2 separate regions of the Pan troglodytes genome follow, and region 2 is linked to region 1. A link is a contact called in public HiChIP or PLAC-seq data. All regions are on one chromosome and are shown on one strand. The core of a region is the stretch at or near the end of the contact, and the rest is flanking DNA. Distances in the headings are between cores, read along the strand shown. Region 1 has its middle 74 kb from the start of NFE2L3. Region 2 overlaps LOC104007134 (a long non-coding RNA gene).

Region 1 (6,372 bases), core at 3,329-5,828:
CCTCAGCCTCCCAAAGTGCTGAGATTAGAGGCATGAGCCACTGCACCTGGCCATTTGAATTGATTTTTTTAAATTCAAAAATATCCAGTCTGTTATCTCAAAATTTATTTTAATAACCCCAAAATCTATGTCCAGTTTCTCCAAGATGAAGGCAATAACAAAAGGAACCCACACTGTCAAATTATGGCTATCTGCACTCAGAAAAGAGAAATATTTTTAGTTGCCAACTGAAGACATTGCATGGAGCAAAAATTATAGGTCAAAAGAGAGAAGAGCAAATTAAATAATAAGATGCATTTGTTTGTTTGAACTTCATCCTCATTCCTTTTTTAAAACCTACTTATCAGAGAAAGGTAGGTTTAGATTTATTTCCTAACTACTACATTAATAGATACCCTAACACTTTCCTGATCAGTTTTATGAATTGATTAATAAGGCAATCATGGTTTGGGAAAGCTTTTATATGCCACCTGATATTGATGCCATCTATAAAAAGACAACCAACCGAGCACCTGATATCCAGTAAAGGCAGGTTCAAAAATTGCAGTCTTAGAAAGATAATGGAATGACCATGACCTCAAGTACTTTGAGCCAAATAGCAACTGTCAACTCCTGATAGCAGTATTTGACCTCAGAGGCAGGTGACAGCAACCAACCTGAAACAGCCATTTTCTCAAATTCTGTTAAGGATAATAAACCATGATGGGGGAAATCACCTGCCCTAGTAAGGAAGCCTCTTGTAATCAATGACCTAGAAACGGGCACCATGATTTGAGCAGAAAGCAGGTGGAGGAACTGCGGGAATGTGCTGCTTTATATTGAGGGTCCGCTAGATTTTGGCACGGTTGTTTTTGTTGTAGTTATTTTGCTTTGTTTTGATCATTTTTAGTTCATCTCCTGAAAAATCTCAACATACATAAAAGTAGACAGAACAGCATGATAAGCCACCATCTACCGACCAGGCAGCTCCAACAATTACCAAGGCAGTGGTGCCACTCTCGTTCCCTCTATACTCAGACATCATATCATCTCATCCGTAAATTTGAAATAAATATTTAAGTGCATATTTCTAAAATATTTACATACACATTTCTAAAAATAAAGACCTTTTAAAAACCAATCCAAAACCATTATCACTACTAAAAAAATTGACCAGGTGTGGTGGCTCATGCCTGTAATCCCCGCACTTTGGGAGGCCATGGCAAGCAGATTGCCTGAGAAAAGACCATCCTGGGCAACAGAGTGAGGTCCTGTCTCGAAAAAAAAAAAAAAAAAACTACTAAAAATTAACCATAAGTCTTTAATTGTATCAAGTGTCCAGTCAATGTTTACTTTTCCCAGTTGTCTCCTAAATGGACCTGTCCACATGTGGCAGTTGGCTGCCATCCCATTGACATTATTTTAATCTGAGGTTCCCTCCCCACACACTTTTTCTGGCTATTCCCTTATTGAAGACATTGAGTCATTTGTTCTAGGGGTTCCCATGTTCTGGGCTGTGCCGCCTGTGCCCTATTATTTTCTGAGAAGTGGTAGTTACACGGAGGCTTGAATAGATATGGGCTTGATATTTTGACAGGACAGCTTTATTGGAGGGGTCATGTTCCTCCACCAGAAGTGCCATGTCTCCTTTCATGATGTTATTGGCCATTATGATCAATGGGCTCTGATAATATAATATAAGCTGTTAGAAGAAAACCATTGAACCAAAACATTCAGAAGGTTTTGTTTAAAAAAAAAAAAACACTAAAATCCTTTTTCTCTGTGGTAGGCACTGTGTTTTCCTGCACATAGCACCTCATTTAATCATTATAACACCCTCATGAGGTGCTGATGGGAGCAGATTTGAACCCAGCCAGTGAGCCTCCAAAGCTCATTCTCTTAGCTACCACAGAAGCAGATCGCCTTGAGAGTCTTGTCTTATGGGCCGGCTGCAAAGGAGAAGCCCCTTTTGACTTAGGTAGCATGAATAACTGAAAGAGGTAGAAGTGAAGCAGTAACCAAAAAAATGGTTGAATCTTAAAACACAAGGTATACATTCCTATAAGACTGATCAAAACACCAAGTGGGCCAGACACGGTGGCTCATGCTTGTAATCCCAGCACTTTGGGAGGCCGAGGCAGGTGCATCACCTGTGGTCAGGAGTTGGAGACCAGCTTGGCCAACACAGCTTAACCCCGTCTCCACTAAAAATACAAAAATTAGCTGGGTGTGGTGGCAGGTGCCTGTAGTCCCAGCTACTTAGGAGGCTGAGGCAGAAGAATTGCTTGAACCTGGAAGGCAAAGGTTGCAGTGAGCCAAGATAATACCACTCCAGCCTGGGCAACAGAGAGAGATTCCATTTCAAAAAGTGACTGTTTATTAACTGGCAAACGCAATCATCTGAAGGGCATGTCATCTGACAGAGGAGGCAAGTTGGACTGCAGTCAGTGTCATCTTGGTACAGGCATGGAAACAGAGGCTGAGGAGGTCCCAGACAACCTTCATCAAATAGGGCTGAAATAGCACTCTGAATGTCACCAAAGTGAGTAGAAGCCATGATGCTCTGTTTAAAGTTTGCTCTGCCCTTTGCTCAAATCAACTTAGAGTTATGTTACCCACTGTTGGTGTGAAGGGTTGCCAAAATTAGAGTCATTTCATTAATCTCCCAGGCCAGGGAGAGGTGATTATATATCACTCCAGGTTACGTTGGCAGCAGGATAATCATTGCATTTCCGTAGTGCATAAAGCAGTATTTCTTTCCATTCATTTGCTATCAGAGTCTCTATAAAAACACCTTAGAACTAAAATATGTTTCTCGGTCCTTTAGATTTTAACAAGACTTCCTTCAAGACGAATATTTTTGAAAAATTCCAAAGTATGAAAAGTATGGAAGCTTCATTTCAAAGGACATCTCTAAACAAATTTTTTAAATTAATATTTTTACAAAATGATTGTCTCATTCCTAACAGGGGAAGGCACCTTGTGATTAAAAGGAAGAAGAAGAGAGGGAAAGGGAGAAGGAAAGATGGAACACAGGAAGAAGAAAGGAAGGAAGGGAAGGAAGGAGGAAGGGAGGGAAGGAGGGAGAGAGGGAAAAAATGGCTTAAAATATTTAGAATGTATTTAGAATGTTTTTATTACAGTATTTAGGGAATTTAAATGTGTCAAAAACAAAATAAAACTGAGAGAAACCAAAATTAAGTATGTAGGTAGAAAGCGATGTTTTGTCACTAAATGTATTTTTTAAAATAAAATCGGGGGCCGGGCACGATGGCTCAGAGCTGTAATCCCAGCCCTTTGAGAGGCCGAGGCAGGCAGATCACTGGAGCCCAAGAGTTTGAGACCAGCCTGGACAACAGGGTAAAACCTCGTCTCTACAAAAAATACAAAGAAAATTAGCTGGGCGTAGTGATGCACGCCTGTAATCCCAGCTACTTGGGAGGCTGTGGCATGAGGATTGCTTGAGCCTGGGAGGCAGAGGTTGCAGTGAACCGAGGTAGCACCACTGCATTCCAGCCTGGGTGACAGAGTGAGACTCTGTCTCAGAAAAGAAAAGAAAAGAGCCAAGCAAATTTAAAATGTCTTCTTCCTAGATCTTCCTCTCTCAGTTCACTGTAAATCACTGTGTATTTGTTTAGGATTCTAAATAGACCATAGGTAATTTATAAGTTCTTATGGAATCTTCTGAACTTTTTTAATGGTGTTTACCAACAAGAAACTGTGTCATATAGTAGAGATTTCTGTAAGCTGTCCTCTGAAACAGTATTCCTTCCCAATTACTTTTTAAAACAATGTGAAATCCATTATGTTTGATACAAAAAAAAAATTCTAAAAAATTGAGTGAGGTATTAAAAAAAAAAAAAAAGATCTATGGCCAGGAGCAGTGGCTCACACCTATAGTTCTAACATCAGGAGGCTGAGGTGGGAGGATCCATTGCGATCAGGAGCTCAAGACCAGCCTGGGCAACATAGGCAGACCCTCCCCACCTACCCCCCATCTCAACTAAAAAAAAAAGTAGCCGGGCATGGTGGCACACACACCTGCAGTCCTAGTTACTTGGGAGGCTACGGTGGGAGGCTTGCTGGAGCCAGGGAGTTCCAGGCTGCAGTGATCTGTGATCTCACCATTGCACTCCAGCCAGGGCAACAGAGCAAGATCCTGTCTCAAAAAAAAAAAATTAAATTTTTTTTTAAAACTAGCAACAAGATCTAGAAGTGAATGTACTGTAAAATAAAAATCAGAGTAAGGGAATAAAGTCAAGAGACTTGCGCTATCATCATTTTACAGCTGTTACTGGCAGGAATAAATTGTTTACATTGCCCAGTTCCACATCTTTGATTCTTCCAGCTCACATAACTCATTATTTTACAAGGTGTTTCTGTAACAACTCACTAAACAGTAGTCCTTGCAAACAGTTCTGCTGCTCTGTAATCCAAGATTTTGGATAACATAATTTTAACATAAACATAATTTCAATAAAACTAAAGAGCTCTTTACTGTGCACTGAACAAACTACTCAGGCAGTAGAGGTCTCGCCAACAATGCAACAGACAAAGCAAAGCGGGGATGGCTCAGGCAGGGGGCGCGCGGATCACTCACTGCAGACAAAGGGAGAAGGACCTGACGCGCCCACACCGCCCGCGCATGCCCTGTGCCCGCGGGATCAGGTGTAGCGGGGTAACAGAGTTGAAAGCGCACAGACAGCTGGAGTTAGCTGGAGTAGCCCTGCTACTCAAGCTGTGTGGTTTGGGGCAAGTTGAGTAATCCTTCTTAGCCTCGGTTTTCCCATCTGCCGCATGAAGAAAATGCCACCTTGCAGAGTTACTGTGAGGACTAAAGAGATAACCCATATACATCTTCTTAGTTCTGCTGTCGATGCTCAATAATAAATGGTATCTGTTATTACCATATGCCATCCCAGCTCCAATCATCATCCCCAATAGGCAAGGGACATCACCACAGTGACACAGCTGTGCTTAGACCAAGGATGCAGAGAATTAAATGGAAATAAATTGAAATAATACCCATCCCTCTTTAGATGCTCTTCTAGAATTTGGGCTGTCTGGAAGTGGGCTACTGTAAGTGGGTTATCCACTCATGTGCCTAATCCTGCCTGTGTATTCAAGGCTCCCTTCCTCTGTTCAGCCAAGAATAGAAATTGGAATCTGTGAGTGTAGTAAGTGAAGACGAGTCTAGAAAAAGCAGCATGGGGTGAATGGAGCCACCACACTGTTCAGTGGCAGAAAGTCTGAATAGACAGCTCCAAGCTCAGAACCATCCACAATTTCATTATTAGGCTTAACATTCTGTGTTAATCAATCCATCCTAAAACCCCCACCTCTGAGGCAGACACAGAGGCCAAATATAACACAACCCACACACCACCCAATTCAGGATGTTGTTCAAATATTGATGAGTTTCAAACCCTCTAACAATATAAAGATATTATAAGCCACATCTAAAAACCAAACTTGACCTTGGAGGGAGAAAACAGCGAAAGACAGATATGTATTATATAAATTTCCTTTCTGAAGCTACAGGGGAATGTCAAATCATATCACAGTTTAACTATTTATTTTACTTTTTTTCCTCCCCAAAAAAGGAAAAGGAAAATTCTGGAATTTAAGAAATCAAAGAGAATAAAAATACAACAGTACATTCTATTGTTTCTCCAGGTCCAAAAGTACATGCATATACTTAGCTGGCGAAAGAAAAAAAGAAAGGAAGGAAGGAAGGAAGGAAAGGAGGGAAAGAAAAGAAAGGAAAAGAAAAAAGAAAAGAGACTTTGACAAAGAAAGGCATTTCCCTGGGAATATTCTACCTCTGGGAGGACAGTGGTCAGGCATTTCTTCTATCTTGCTATTCCTTGAGCACAGTCCTGCCAAATATCCTCCTTTCACCATTTGCAGTTACCATGAGAAAACCACAGAGAAAGCTCTGGACAGCCATGGAGTCTTAGCTGGATCTACAATAAACGGAGTCAGGTACCCTCCCACCTTCCCAGAAAGACTGTGCTGGGGCTCAGAAAACAACACCCCAAAATGAAGCCCTCAGCAGCAGCCTCAGAAGCAAATGATTTTCTCTGACCTTCTCTTGCCCTCCTGTCTCTTAGTCCCATTCTCCTCGGAGGCTAGCCATAGAAACCAGAAGCCTTTTCCAAAGCCAGCCATAAAACCTTAAAATATTAGTTTAACTTTCCCTCCACCCTATCTGTATAAAAACTGGCCATATGGGCTGGGCACTTTGGCTCATGCCTGTGATCTCAGCACTTTGGGAGGCCAAGGCGGGAGGATCACTTGAGGTCAGGAGTTCAAGACCAGCCTGGCCAACATGGTGAAACCCCATCTCTACTAAAAATACAAAAATTAGCCAGGCGTTGTGGCTCACGCCTG
Region 2 (6,637 bases), core at 3,624-6,123, 290 kb after region 1:
AGTTATTCTTTTAACAGATGTTCTTAACTATTAGCTTCATGTTTTTACCCACCTAAATTTCCAAATAATTGAATAAAAGTTAACATATGCTTTCCTCCCCTTAATGGGCAGAGCCCATAATTGATACAAAGTTTACCACAGTAGAGAAATTACCTTCAGTGGTACATTTCTAATGTTTTTCTTTCTTCTACCCTATCACTGACCATCCTGTTCACCAATTATTTTTCCTTTTTTTTTTTTAATATAGAGTCCTACAGAATGCACTTTTGCTTTCAGATAGCAGCCTTCACCTCTTCTTACAGAGCCATCTGAATTCAGAAGACATTGAGGCGTGTGTTTCTGGGCAGACTAAGTACTCTGTGGAAGAAGCAATTCACAAGTTTGCCTTAATGAACAGACGTTTCCCTGAAGAAGATGAAGAAGGAAAAAAAGAAAATGATATAGATTATGATTCAGAAAGGTATTTCCTTGCATTTTGATTTAATGTATATGTATTTATATAATACATAGTATGCACATATGCATGTGTATAGATACATATACACACTTCACTTTTTTGTTGATGTAATACTAAGATAATGAAAAAATTAATTGACTGAGATTTTATTGAGCTGTGACAGCTCATCATAGTAGTCTTCACACACACCTCCACACTGAATTAATGAATGCAGTAGAAATTCAATTATTTGCATTCTGATTATGTGACTTTCATTTAGTCAGACTTGAATTATTCGCATTTAAATTATCTAGCTAAAAAAATATCCAACTGCACTCCAAATGGCTAATTAAAAGTCCAAATTTCCTGTCTCTCTTTGTGACTGGAGATAATTAAAGTTCTCCTCTGTTACTCAGGCTTTGAGTGTGTTGTGAAAACCAATTTCCTCTTTTTATTATTTTCCCCCTCTCTTCTTTTCCAGTTCATCCTCTGGGCTTGGACACAGTAGTGATGACAGCAGTTCACATGGATGTAAAGTAAATACAGCTCCGCAGGAATCCTGAAAAATAATTCTAATGTTACTATCTTAGGAATAGCAAATTATGTCCAGTCATAGAGAAGAAAGCTTCATAATAATACATTCTTACCTAAAGCTCACTGTCATGATGTTAGGTATTTAAATTCTTAAAGATGTTGGGTTGTTTATTAGTGGTATTTTTATGTTGTCTTATTTTAGGTAAGCTTCTGTGTAAAGCTAAAAATCCTGTGAATGCAATACTATCCTTTACAGGCAGACATTATTGGTAAACAAGATCTTGCCCTCCAATGAAATGACTTACATGTTTTAAAAAACCTAGTTGGTTTTATTGAATTTAAAAAGATAGGTAACTAAGTAGCATTTAAAATCAAGATAGAGCATTCCTTCTTGTATCAGTGGGGCAGTGTTACCGTAAACACGGTGTATATGTTGTTAAACCCTATGAAGAGTAACAGTGTAGACCAGACTGCCTCTCTCAGACATGTGGCTGATATTTTGTGGATACCTCCCCTGCACTGGCAAAACACTATGCTTTTGGGTGTTAGACTGAAATATTTTAAGAGTATTTAACCTTTCCAGTATTCTGTTTCACGCTTAGATGGAAATGTATCTTATGAATAGAGACATATTAAAATAATGTTTACACCTTAGAAAAAACATAGATAGTGCTAGTAATATTACTTATAATTGCAATATATAGATTCAGAAATACATTTTCATTGTCCAAAATCAGCTTCAACAAATGGTTTCTGGAGACAAATAATTTGTTTTCATTATCATTGTATAATCAGGTTAATGATTTATTTTTTGACTAAATGTGCAATTTCTTATCACTAGATAACTTTCAGTATCAGTGGTGGTTACTTATTACTTAAATCAGAGGAAGGATTTTATAAAGATTAATAAATTTAATTTTACCAATAAATAGTCCCATAATTTCGAAAAGGATGTCGACTTGCTAATTTCAGAAATAATTATTCATTTTTAAAAAGCCCCTTCTTTTAAAGCATCTACTTGAAGATTGGTATAATTTTCATAAAATGTCTTTTTTTTTAGTGTCCCAAAGATATCTTAGATAAACTATTTTGAAGTTCAGATTTCAGATGAGGCAACATTTTCTTGAGATAATTACCCAAGTTTCATCCATGTTGAATGGTACAAAATATTTCTGTGAAACTAACAGGAAGATATTTTCAGATAACTAGGATAACTTGTTGCTTTGTTACCCAGCCTAATTGAAGAGTGGCAGAGGCTACTACAAAAAGCAACCTTTTCATTTTCACTAAGAGTTTAAAAGCTATTGTATTATTAAAAAGTCTTTACAATGCTTGTTTCAAAGAACCAACAGAAAAAAAAGCTAAGAAAACTAAGAACTAACATTAAAAAAATTAAATTTAGAATAAGAATGATTTCTTTAATTTGTCCTTTTTTTTCTTTGGTCTAAAACATCATTAAATTTTTGTAAATATTTTGATTTAATGTGTCTTAGATCCTCATTATTTTAATACAGGAAAAGAAAAGATTTAGTAATTTCTTACCATGCTACTATGTAAAGTTCATGTCATCCAGGCATTTAAGAGCGATCCTCATCCCTTCAGCAATATGTATTTGAGTTCATACTATTTCTGTTTTACAGCAGTTTTGAAAAACACATACTATGCCACCAATTGTCATATTATTTTTAGATGATGTAACATAGCCATCAAAATTAATATTATGTAATGCCTAATACTTAGTATGTAAATGTCATGAGATCATTTTTACATTAAACGTGAAAAAAAATCAACTTTGCCGGATCACTTATTTTATACAAGAGAATATATTCTGCCTTAGACCCAAACTCAGTGTTTTTTATTTTTTATGAGGAAATTTGGTAAAACATGGTTTAATATTAGCTATAGTTGTACATATTTGAGGCTTTTAGCCTTGGTTTAGTTGTTTCAGTGTCCACACACTGGCTTCTTAAAACTGATTTCTTGCAGCTGAGATATTTAGATGAACTTCAGTTCCCAGTGGTTTTCTTGCTTTGTCTCTTATTTTTCTCTGGCATATTTTTTATAAAGCTTTCTTTAGGAAAAAGAAAATAATTACTGATGTAGCTAACTTGAATAGATGTTTATTTAACACTATTTTTAATGTGACTTAAATGTAAAGAATTCTAATCCTGGATTCTTTATGATTACAATACAGCAAAACTGCATTTTCCCTGGCTAATTCTGAAAGGGTAAACTATTCACCTATAAAGCCAACTTACGTGTTTTGTTGTAGAACTAGATTTATATATAACCCAAAGGTGTCAACAGCACTGAACGTCAACAACCTGTTACTTCGGCTTCTTATAAAGTCTCACTTAGAAGAAAGTTACTTAATTCTAGTTAAAATTTCAAGTTTTAAAAATTACTAGGGACAAACAAGTATTTATTTTTAAGCAGATACTATTCCTTAAGATATTAAGTATCTTGCCAGTTTTTCAAACCTAGTCCACATTTTATTGAATAATTAAATACAAACAAGTGATATGCAGTATAAAGTAAAAGAACAAAATTTCTTTTATGACAATTAAGAAGTTAAACAACTTCATTTAGCCTGGCCACAATCACCGTTATATCCAACAGTAAACTGGACGTTGTTTTGAATTTGGTTTGTATTTTTTGGATGCCTTAAGGATTCATTATTATTGAGCTACTGTGGTACCAATAAGGTTTTCAGTATTTGAGCTATAAAAGACAACCCCTTTTCATTAGAGGCCCCTTAACATTTTAAAACGAAAATAACAAAGCTTATTCTGTTTCTAAATAGTCTTCCTCTTAATATTTAAATTACTTAGCTGGTATCCTGTGAATACAAGGCAACATCTTTTCAATGAAGGAAACAATTTCAGTACAATTTTGTGTTTTTGTTTGGAATATAGACCTTTTCTTAATTATATATAAACACATTTTCAAATACAAAATACTGTCTGAAATTAGTTACTGCAATTTGACATTCAAAGCATAGAATTTTCTTTGCAAATAAAGGTCATAAGAAATTAATAATTTTAATAGAGTGGAGTTCAAAAATTTCAGAAGGATGTAAATAAGCAACAACTTCTTTAACATTTGCTATATACACAAAGGACTTTGGTTCTATTCTTTGCCATATGCATCTTACAAACGAGTCACCATTGTCCCTTTTTAGCAGACACAATTGCACTTCACTCCTACTGCAAACTTTTCTAGATCATGAGCAGTGCATTGGACACTAATTTATTTTAGCTGCGCAAACTCTGGTAGTTAATGACCCTTTCTCTTTCTCCAAAATTCCAAAGACTTCTTTTCAAAAGATATAGAGGAAAAGAGAAAAAAAAAACCATTAAGCTACAATTTCCTGCTGAATTTAAACTCTGGTCTAAAGACACTATGTAAATGGCTTATGCTAAAGAGGAAAATACCCTTTCTCCCCCGACGAGAAGTGTAGATTCATCCAACCCCACACCGCTTGTCTTTGCTGCTAGAGGCACAGCACGGGCATAACTTGTGGTTGTGTTTTTTGCTAGTTTCTTACCTCTGGGCCTTCTTTACAGCTTTGCCCCCCACCCCACTGGCGGTGGCGCTCCCGCGGCTGCACCCTCGGCCGCCTGTTGGCTGCGGCGCCTCCGCGGCCCGCGCGCATCCCCCGCGCTGCGTCCCGCACACGCGCGCTCCCGCCGCGTCCCGCCCAGGCCGCTCCGCCGGCGGCGGCGACTGGGCTACAGGTAGGGAGCCAACCGGCCTCGGTCCGGTAACCCATGGCAACCGCCCTGGTAACCCATGGCAACTGCGCGGCGGAAAGAAAAAAAAGAACCCTGGTGGGCGGGGGGGCGGCGGGCGGTGAATGGGAACAACGACCGCAAAGAGACAGCGATTTACCGCGCGGGCCTGCGGCTCCCGGCCGCACCTGCTGCAGACGGCCCGCGAGGCCCCTTCCCGCGCTACCGTGACGACTCTGGCTGTTGGGGAAAAGAGCAATAAGCAGAAAGCCCTCGTGCAGAGGGGCTCCGGGCGGTGCACTTGGGTGTGGGAGGCTGCCTTAAACGCCGATGACCCTCCCGGCCTCCGCGTGTCCCGGCTTCCAGGGCCCCGCCAGGCTGGAGAGCGCGCGTGGAGAGGGCCTTGCCGCCTGGGGGTTGGTTGAGGGGCGGCCGCGCCGGGGCCGGGGCTGGACTCCAGGCTTTGTTCTGCAGACGCTCGCGCCCGGCCGGAGGAGGGGCTACACCGTGCTGCCCCGGCCCGGTGGGGCCCGGCCCCCGAGGGTCCCCGCGAGCGGACGCGGTGGGGCCGGGCAAACTCTACGTGCCCTGAATTTTGTCATCTGCACACGCATCGCACACATTAGTTAACCCCTTTCCCTTCTAGGCCCCTGAGAACCTAACCTGCCCGGCGGGCGCGCGGCTGCATTAACCTGCCCCCTTCCGTCTGGAGAGGGAGGGGGCGGTCGCGCCTGGTGGTAGGACTGGGCTACTGGGGAAGAAGTGCGTGTCTCCAGGTCCAGAAAAGGGCCTGGATCAGGGTGTGTGTGTGTGTGTGTGTGTGTGTGTGTGTGTGTGTGTGTGTGTAGGGGGGTGATACAAGTTTTCCACCCGCTTTAGGCAGAAGCCCCGTAAGCGGGACTGTGTTCTAGTCCCCGGAAAAAGCGCGCGGCCTGTGACACATCAGGTGCCAGGCCGCCGGAGGACAGAAGGGGGCGCTGCCGGGCCAGTGCGGAGGCTGCAGCCGCCCACTGCAGAACGCGCCCTTGGTTGGGTCTGGCGAGCTGCCCGCGTAGTGGAGTGGTGTTAGGGCTCCCAAGTAGAAAGAACCTGTTCCCTACGTAGGTGTCGGTTGTACTTAAGAGCATCATTTGGTCGCTCGTGTATTCGCAGAACCCATAGCCTGCAATAAGATGGTTCAGGAAACACAACCAGAACCGGTCCCATTCGGTACCCAGCAGCTACGTGCGTACAAGTCCACAGAGACATGTAATGGGGTGGAGGGACCACGCTAGGAATCTGGAGGTCACACATCCAGGTCGAGTTTTAACTAGCTGTGATTCCAGGCACATTGTGATGTTATAAAAAGGAAAAGATTTGGCCTGGATGATTATGAGGTCCTCAATCAGACCACTCTCTGTAGGTGTGTTACAGTGACAAATACAAATAGCAAAGCCATCTGGAATACCTTTTTTTTTTTTTAAAGCCAAGGCCTATGCAAATATAATATGCACACGCTTCTGAAAGATGATTAGATCAGCAGTGTTTAAGATACCCCATATTTTTACTGGTAGACAAGAGAAGCCGGCTATGTAGAGAATCCTATTTTAATCCTTTCATAAAGACAGGAATCTTAGATCTTAGGGAAACTTGGCTTATTTTCACAAATATGCACGTTCTGGGTTCCACTGCTTATAGAGGAGCCGGTACTGGGGAGCATGTGCTCTAAAACCTGTGTTTTAGAGGTAAAACACAGGTACTGACCTGCCCTGGGATCCGTGCAGTACAGTCCCAGCTCTCTGCATAGCGGTGTACTGGGAGCCCTGTGCTTTCGTTTAAATTTTTTTTAAACAAAAGCAATTACAGAAAAGTGCAAATTTAACGTGTGACATTTAACATTTTGCCGTGGCAGGCAGCCTCCACTTAAATGGGGCCTTTCTGCAGAACAACAGGAGCC

Evidence for each region. HiChIP or PLAC-seq counts read pairs in DNA pulled down with a chosen protein or histone mark.
Region 2: a contact with region 1 is called in an H3K4me3 HiChIP or PLAC-seq map of stem cell-derived excitatory neurons, with 3 times the contacts expected there. The contact joins two enhancer-like sites. A contact is called at or near these places in 1 of 7 Hi-C or Micro-C datasets (induced pluripotent stem cells), 1 of 1 datasets of contacts at active chromatin or transcription factors (stem cell-derived excitatory neurons) and 1 of 1 other capture datasets (stem cell-derived neural stem cells).

Annotation. Positions count from the first base shown.
Region 1 is chr6:31,881,908-31,888,279 of NHGRI_mPanTro3-v2.0_pri, forward strand. No RefSeq gene overlaps it. Among named protein-coding and RNA genes, the nearest start is that of NFE2L3, 74 kb to the right of the region's middle. Within about 2 kb of position 4,579, at least 6 of the 24 cell types and tissues checked have an H3K27ac peak or open chromatin away from gene starts, as enhancers often do. A contact at or near this core is called in stem cell-derived excitatory neurons, where this site is marked.
Region 2 is chr6:32,176,353-32,182,989 of NHGRI_mPanTro3-v2.0_pri, forward strand. It overlaps LOC104007134 (a long non-coding RNA gene), which reads right to left. Exons shown (of 2, transcript XR_681227.5): 2 at 580-995. It overlaps SNX10 (sorting nexin 10), which reads left to right. Exons shown (of 7, transcript XM_001161850.7): 6 at 248-460; 7 at 918-2,760. The coding sequence ends at 999. Among named protein-coding and RNA genes, the nearest start is that of SNX10, 83 kb to the left of the region's middle. Within about 2 kb of position 4,874, at least 16 of the 24 cell types and tissues checked have an H3K27ac peak or open chromatin away from gene starts, as enhancers often do. A contact at or near this core is called in stem cell-derived excitatory neurons, where this site is marked.